2 separate regions of the Rattus norvegicus genome follow, and region 1 is linked to region 2. A link is a contact called in public Hi-C data. All regions are on one chromosome and are shown on one strand. The core of a region is the stretch at or near the end of the contact, and the rest is flanking DNA. Distances in the headings are between cores, read along the strand shown.

Region 1 (4,274 bases), core at 1,185-3,684, 420 kb after region 2:
CAGGCTCACTTCTTCACGCCGAGGTCAGTGGCTGATGTAGATCACACCCATGAGGCCATCCACAGGATAGTTGCCCACTGAGGAGGTTGGTAACTCTGCACCGGATCCAGCCACCTGGGCTCAGCCCCCGCTGTTCTGGATGTGGGTTCTGAGAGCGTCCTCAGCACTTAACTAACCCTTTGTTGGTTGAAGGAGCTGGGACTGTTTCTCCACACATGAACTGATCCTAAGAAGAAGAAGAAATGCTATTGGCCACCAGCTCTTTGTGCCACAAATGCATTAGCATCACTTTCCTTTGTTACAGAATCAATCTGGCTATAGTTTTCCCTGTTCTGTCACCTTACTTTCTTTCCTTCTTTCTTTCTTTTAATGCTAGCAATGAAAAAAAATCAAGATGTGAAAATTTGGGGAAAAATCCATTCATAATATTATAAAAATGCCAACAAACTTAGATTACAAAGTTTAAGTCTTATGTACCAAGAACTAACTGTTGTTCAGAGATGAGCTGTGTGCTGTATGATTGTAGCCCTCGATCTATCCAATAGATATCAGTAGCTATCCCAGTTGGCACAACTGGAGACAAAGGAACATTTTAAAGACTTATTTTTCTTTTTTACTTATGTGTATGCGTGTACCCCACATGTGTGTGGGTGCCTGTGAGGGAAGAGGAGGGCACCAGATTCCCTAGGACTGGAGTTGCAGGTGGCTGGAAGCCCCCATGTGGAAGATGTAAATGCCCACTCCTTTGGAAGCTCTTAGCCACTAATCCATCTCCCCAGACCCAATAACGCTTTATTTTTGTACAGAGAACTGGTGTCTAAAAGTATGCTGGTGTTTAGCCCTAAGGCCACTAGTTAATAAGCAGTGTCACATAAATATCTTAACTAGGGAGCCACCAGTTCCCAGAAATAAACATGTCACGCCTTCCAAGGTTTTACATTAATCAGTTCAATATCTGGTCATTCAAATACATAAGCTCTTCAAATGAGTAATAAAAAGAATGTCTCTGTGTTTCCCAACACAGACCTCCAATAGTAATTATTTGTAAATGAAGTCCAGGCTCTGATCTTTCATCCTGGCTTATTCCAGCGACCACAAGAACTTTCCCAGTCACTGCACATCTCCTACAGAGTGATCCCCCACAGAGTCAGCCCCTAGCCTGTCCCTGTTGGTCTTTGTCCCATAAACCATTTTAATATAAAAATGAATCATTACATTTTATTGTCTAAATTAATAACAGCTTCTCCCACAAAGTTCTGTGTTTTGTCCAACACTCATTTTAGAATTTACCCTTCAGACTCCAAAGCTCTACCTAAACTTTGGGTGGGAAATAAAGGCATTTACCCCTTTCCTATTGCCATTCTTACTGGATACAAAGGAACATGAAACTGTAACACTGCATCCAGGAATTATATCTCAAACTGGGTAGATTCTATACATAAGCCAGGCAATCAATATCATGCAATCTTCTAAAAATGTCCTAGAGCTCTGAACAAACTAAACTAAATATTAAATGCACGAGAAATCTCAAAAGGAAGAACATCAATGAAATAACCTTCATGATAATTTTTTATTCCTGATTAAGTCGCCAATTTCATTACAAAGCAATTTCTTTATTGCTCCTTCCAAAGTGATCATAAGTTACATAATTTAAACTTGAACAAGATTAGCAAACAGTTACTGGCAATTTTTAAAGGCTTTGTAAAAATAGCCCTTCGTTTAGCACAGGGTTAAGAAACACTCTTCTAGGCTGGGTGTGGTGGTGTATACCTATAATCCCAGCTTTTGTGATGCAAAGCAGGCAAATCTCTGTGAACTCAAGGCCAGCCTGGTCCACATAGTGAGTCCCAGTACAGCCAGGGCTACATAAAGTCCCTGTCTCAACAAACAAACAAACAAACACCCAACACTCTTCCACACTTTTATATCAGACAGGCTGCTTTAGGCCTTTGTCATTAGCTCACACCACCCATCCCTTTTAATAGACCCCTTACTTTGTCATAAATCACTTTTATAATGAGTGAGCAGCTAGGACACGTTGCCACATCTTCTCCATTTTCCAAATCTTCCTACAACGCAATCAAACAACATGTAGTCAGCATCGCCTTTCGTCAACTTCCCACAAACCTCTCCTACGTCTATGTACAAGTCTTTGGTTAGGTAACAGCACAAAAAACTTTCCCCCAAGTCTCATCTAGGGAAACAACAAGGGAGATTAGGTTGGTTCGATCGCCTCCAAAACCCTGGGGTACAAAATCGAGTTCTCTTCTTTAAAAAAACCTCCCAGGAAAAAAAGATTCTAAAGGTGGGGCTAGGGAGAACAGCGCCAGTAACCAGACCCTGTATCCTTGACAGCTCAGGTTACTACTTTAGGGGCGGAGGTTCAGAAGAACACGTGGATGACTGAGCCTTCCCAGGGACGCCGGAAGCGAAAATGCGCAAGCTCTAGGAGTCGCCGGCCAGCCCTTTAGAGTACCTTGGTGATGGAGAAGTTATCCCCACAGGGGCAGGGGTAGAAATACGTCTCTGTGTCCTCGTCATATTGAAAGTCCTCGATCTCCACCTCGTCATGAAACACCGCCATGGTCACCCGGTCCGGACCGCATCAGTTTGCCTAGCTGCGCCCAGGCAGGGTAGGCCCGGGCGGCCCTCCCTGGAGCAGGAACAGTCACTTCCGGACGCACAGGCGATGACGTAACTTCCACCGCCGCGGCCAAATGGGTGACCTGGTCGCGGTCACCATGGAGATAGCGCTGGAAAGATGGCGCTTCCTGCGCAGCAGGGTTGCGCAGTTCTACGTCCACGGCTGCCAACGACCAATAGGGTGAAGGGCTCCCGCACATGGGGGCTACGTCACTTCTGGGCCCGGGGAGTTTGGGCTTGGGATATAAACGAGTGTTTTATGCTGGTGGTGTCGTGTCCTCCATCGCTGACTTCAGAGAACATTTAAAGAGTTGATAGAGGCTACTCCCTCTTAAGAGGGGGTCAGTGAGACTCAGGGAGCCACACAGCGTCCTCTCCAGTCCTCCTCGACACACAGCGCTCCTGCAGTAGCGTTTCAGGCGACCTTGAGCTCTGAGTGACGCCTGGCCTGTTATGAGTTCCTGCCTGCAGGTACACCGCTACCTCTCTCACCCCAGCCACCTTCTGATACCCCGATTGTGTTGTAGAGGACCAAGATCTGCAAGACAGGGACGAGTTCTAGCCGTATTTTCAATATTCACTGCAGTGGCGGGTGCAGTAGCCATAGAAACATCACTTTTAATTATTGGGGTTTTTTTTTGTGGGTCGCCTATGCGTTAAATGTAAGTCTGTTGATCCTGGGGTTCAAAAATCCATTTTATCCATTCTTAACATAGATTCAGAGACTGGCATCTTGCCCCAGATTACATACCTAGGCCATAACGAAGGACTTGGCTGTCTCTAAAGCCAAGTTCTTTATGTGAACTTTAGTTCTTGGTAAAAGGAATGGTGTCCCTGGTAGTGTAGTCAGCGTGCAGCCTCTTCTTAGAAGCTAGAATCGAAATGCAGATGAGAAGCGCTTTGTTCTGAAAGCTGCGAGGGCTTGTTTGGGTTATGGCCAGGGACTTTAGAGCATTGTTGTAATTATTACTAAGCAAGTACTCATCTCACTGGAGGAGTGCAGTGTAACTGGATCAGAGTCTGACGTGAAAGGCTAGAAAATTACGGTTTTTTTGGTTCTTACTTCCTCTTCTGAGAATAGATCCTTTGGAATCCAACATTTGCACAAGAATTAACAGTTCAGCAATCACCTTTAGCTTATGTAGTTTACATTTCTAATGGATGCTGTATTTAAGTATGTACAGTTGTTTGCATGTTACCAACTTTGTGCATGTTGAAAGGACACTATACTTTGAAGCCTTTTTGAAGTGTGAAAACCTAAAGGCAGAAAAGCCTTTGGGAGGAAAAATCCAGAACTTAAACAAGTGTATGGAAGGTTGTCTCAAAGATCTCACTTCCTTTTTTTTTTTTTTTTTAACATAATTGGAGATCTACACAGCAATTAGATATTTGTAGCCTGTCTGAGTAGAAGAGAAATCCGGTGGAAGTCTTGTAAATATAAATACTTCACAGGTAGCCTCTGGGACACAGGAAGGAAACTGATTTTCTAGTGTCTATTTTCTGTTCAGATGATCTTTAGTTCTTCTGAGCCATTCTTGAATGTGCAGAAATGGATGCAGCTGTTGGTAGGGAATGGCTTGGCAAGTATATCGATCTGTAACCCTGCACTGATGCAAGCAGGGACAGAGGCA
Region 2 (4,181 bases), core at 1,507-4,006:
ATGGCTCCATGGTTACGAGCACTCGCTGCTCTTCCAGAGGACCTGGGTTTTCTTCTTAGCACCCACATGGTGGCTTATGACCATCCGTAACTCCAGTCCCAGGGGGATCTGACGCCATCTTCTGGTCTCCTAGGACACTGCACACATGTGGTGCATTTGTGCAAACAAAATACCCATACCTATGCAATTAAATCAATCTTTGTAAGAAATTGTCTCTAGCTAAGTCTAGTGTTGCAAGCCTACAATCCTAGCCCGGAGGTGTATGAGTTTGAGGCTAGCCTTGGCTACATAGAGACGCCATGTCTCACAAACCAAAGCAAACAAAAATGCCTTTGATCTTTTAATTTAGCCCCCAAATGTTCTTTATCTTTGGTAGAAAGACCTTTCCTAGGCATCATCTTCCTTTCTTGAGTTTTGCCGTCTTGTTTTGGTCACTTGAATCTGCTTGTGTTCCTGGAGAACGTTCTTCAGTTATATCCTTAAATATTTTTCTCTGATCTGTTATGCAGTATTTATGGTATTAAAAATTGTCTTTGCACTCACTATACAGATTAAAATAAGACCCATTTATCCTCTGAATGTTTATGTGGGTTGGAGTGTGAGCAGGGCTTTGGACCTGTTTCGTCTCTTGCTTTCCAGGCTGTGGATGAGGTGTCAGCCCGAGTTCCAAACTCTACCATTGGAAAAACAACTTTCCTTACAGCCTTAGGATTCACGGTGACTTGCTTACTTAAGGACATCTGGAATGTGTCACTTTAAAAGCATCTGCCTTCTCTTAAAGGCCTTTCCACTTGGTGCATCTGGGACGGTCTCTTTGGATGAGCAGAATTGACTGGCATGGGACTTCAATTGAATGGTGAAGTCCCTTAAAGTTTCATTCATTGTTGGCTAGAAGCAAAACGTCACGTCTGTGTGCACCCAAAGGAAAAGAGGCTTGCTTATACAGTGCGGTCCCTGGTATGGTATCCACCACACATGATTATACAGGGAGGCCCCGATGGCGTGCCCACCACACAGCCCCTTTGTTTTCCTGGATCTCCTGCCACACTTTCATTGGAGCTTACCCAGTTGTCGTCCTTACAGATCATTTTTCCTTCTTAGGTCTTTATTCCCTTTCATGGTGCTCATGTTTCTAATTCTTGAACATTTCTATTGTTTACTTTATTTACAATATCATCTAGTTCCTTTGACTTTTCTATATTTGTCTTAATGGGTGGGGTTGGGGGAGACAACACAGTTCATTTTCGAAGGCCAGAGGTAGACATTAGGGGTATCAGGTATCTACCTCTATTACTACCCATAATCTCTTGCTGAGCCCAGAACTTGCAGATTCAGCTAGACTGGCTGGCCAGGAAGCACCTGGAATCGGCCCCTCTCCACCCATCAGTACTGGGGTACTCGTCTCCACCCGTCAGTACTGGGGTATGATGCACAGCAACATACGCTTAGGTGGGTGCTGGGATCTGAACTTGGGTCCTCACGCTTGCCACAGCCACTTTACCTACCATGCTGTTTCTCTGGCCTTATTTTTTCCCTACTTTTAAAATTAGGCTACATTTCTGTTCTGTTCTCCTTTCTCTCTGTTTCCCCTCCCTTCCCTTTTCTTCTTCAGTCTCTTTTTTCCCTTCCTCTTCCTCTTCCCTTTAATGTTTTAGTCTCTTGTCTATTTTGTGCTGTTGTTTTTTAAAATATAAAACAAGAAATTGTTACTTTATATTCATTCATTGTTACTTTGTCTTCATTCATTGTTACTTTGTCTTCATTCATTGTTACTTTGTCTTCATTCATTGTTACTTTGTCTTCATTCATGGCAACATTAGTTACACTTCTTACTGTGCTTAGGGAATTTTCTGATGAGTAATCTTATATTTCTTTTCTTACTGTGTTTTTCAAAGCATCTTTGGACTTTTGTTTACTCCTTTCAGAGTGAGTTCCTGCTGTGCTGCTTGGGTTTGTTGGCAGAGTTTTCGTGGGAGATAAACAAGGCTCTGTTGATAATTACCTTCTCTGAGCACTTTGAAGATAATCTCACTTCTTTCTCTGATATTGAGAAGTTCACTATGGTTCCGACCACTGTAAAAAAAAAAATCACTGTATCATTTTTTTCAAATTAAAAGATGCTGTGGGGTGGGGACAGCCCATGCCAGGCACATGTGTGGATATTCTGAGACCAGCCCCTGAGATTGGTCCTCTCCTTCCGCCTTTAATTGGGTTTTGTGAAGTGAACTTTGGGTTGCCACAGCTTCCCACCCCCACCCCCGTTGAGCCATGAGGATGACCCCAAGTAACAAAAGATCATTGTATTCCCATGAGAGCCTCTGTGTTTCCTTCTTAAAATCCTCAGAGATCCACAGTCTCACAATACTGCGGTAGCCCTAGTGTTCTTCTTCCTTATGCTGACTTTATTATTTTGCATTTCATTATCGAACTTGAGGCTATTATGCCCGTGTTTATCACTTTCTGTATTTACTGCTTCTCAGGAATAGTGTAGGATGCCGAATAGACTGACCCTGTCTCCTACCCTCATTCTTTGTTCCTGTCATTTCTGGGATATATATATAATCTATATTAATCTATATTAATATATATTAATCTATATTAAATATATATTATAATATATATTAAAATATATATTTTTAATTGAAAGATTTACTTTTTAAATTTTATTTTATGTGTTTTGCCTGAATATGTGTACCTCATGCATGCAGTACCCAAGGAGGTCAGAAGAGGGCATCAGATCCCCTGGAACTGGAGTTACAGAGTTAGCAGCCGTGTGGGTGCAAGTGGTCTTGACCCCTGCGTGCCTCTGCAGCCCCTTGTGCTGTCTTAAGCATTATTTGTTGGCTGCTCTAATTCTCGTGTTTTAGGGACCTCTCCATCTGACTTTACTTGCCAGAATCTTAGTCCTTGGTGCACTCTAGAGCCCACTGGGTGCTGCTTTGGTTGAAATTAATGAACTAGACCATCTTCACTTCCATTACGGTCATCTGAATTCACTGGTCCCATTTTGCTGGATGTTTTTCTTAGCTCATGAGTAATAATTTCTTTGAGTGTTTTATAATTTTGTGTTGACTCTAGTCGCATGGCTGTCCTGAATTGCCTGGGTCAAGAGTTCCTATAGAGGGAATGTGGACTGGCTTTTCCCTGCCTCTCAGGACCATGGACATCTTCAGCACTTGGTACTCCTTTATCCTGTTACCTGGGTCGTGTATACTGTAAAAATTTGAATTCCAAACTCAGTGTAAACAATAGCCTTGGTCGTAATGTCTCTCGAGTGTGGTGCCCATAGCCAAACTTTGCATGGCACATGGGCAGGCTGCTGAGAGACCCAGAGACCAAAGACAATACTCAGACACAAGGTTCATTGAAACTTATTAACACGGAGAGTCCAGTGATGATTGGCTGGAGGGTAAAGGCCCAGTGCTGGCAGACTGGAAGTCACGAGTGCACACATGCTCTCTATAGTGCTTCCTCACACTGTTTATGCTGCAAAAGGGGCTGAGGGTTTGCCGACTAAGCATTGGTCTGTCTTGTTAGATGTCCTTGTTTCCTGTGTGGTCAGAATCCCAAGGCCGAGCTGCCTTTAGAGGGTGTCTAGGGAAAGGGGTCTCCCTGGTTCTCACAGGTGACAGCCATGGTCTGTGGTTCTCAGCATACCTGTCCGTGTTCTTACCAAAAGCACTTACCAGGGCATTCTGGCCCTGGTCCCCCCTCGTTATCCATGTTCAGGTTAGAAATGGATTCCTTCTGAGGGACCAGCTTGGAAGATGCTCTCCCTTTCTTTTGGGGTGGTGGGGTGGGACGCTGATGGTGTTTATTTTTCTTTTTTTTTTTTTAAAGATTTATTTATTATATATGAGTACACTGTAGCTGTCTTCAGATACACCAGAGGAGGGCATCGGATCTCTTTACAGATGAGAGCCACCATGTGGTTGCTGGGAATTGAACTCAGGACCTCTGGAAGAGTAGTCGGGTGCTCTTAACCACTGACCCATCTCTCCAACCTGTGTTTATTTTTCTAATCAGAGTCCAACATGAGGTAAAAAAGAGTTTGCAGGTCCAGGCAGATACTTTTCCAGACAGGCAGGTGTTTGTGTTTTCCTTCTTTGCAGGGAAGGAATAATTCCTCACGTCTTCTTAGCCAGGTGCCCAGATCTCACTGCAACCCTAAGATTCTTTTC

The links. A called contact is a pair of places that touch in the nucleus more often than the background predicts.
Region 1: a contact with region 2 is called in a Hi-C map of kidney, with 5 times the contacts expected there. The contact joins the promoter of Oxnad1 here to the enhancer-like site in region 2. A contact is called at or near these places in 8 of 12 Hi-C or Micro-C datasets (the A7r5 cell line, the Rat2 cell line, Schwann cells and 5 more) and 1 of 1 datasets of contacts at active chromatin or transcription factors (oligodendrocytes).

Annotation. Positions count from the first base shown.
Region 1 is chr16:7,297,321-7,301,594 of GRCr8, forward strand. It overlaps Oxnad1 (oxidoreductase NAD-binding domain containing 1), which reads left to right and starts at 2,435. Exons shown (of 8, transcript NM_001107295.1): 1 at 2,435-2,633. The coding sequence starts at 2,570. Dph3 (diphthamide biosynthesis 3) reads right to left here and starts at 2,676. Exons shown (of 3, transcript NM_001134850.1): 1 at 2,477-2,676; 2 at 1,995-2,069; 3 at 1-226. The coding sequence starts at 2,584. The coding sequence ends at 161.
Region 2 is chr16:6,877,420-6,881,600 of GRCr8, forward strand. The region is part of intron 1 of Btd (biotinidase); the gene reads left to right. Among named protein-coding and RNA genes, the nearest start is that of Btd, 7.6 kb to the left of the region's middle. Within about 2 kb of position 2,757, at least 11 of the 93 cell types and tissues checked have an H3K27ac peak or open chromatin away from gene starts, as enhancers often do. A contact at or near this core is called in Schwann cells and kidney, where this site is marked.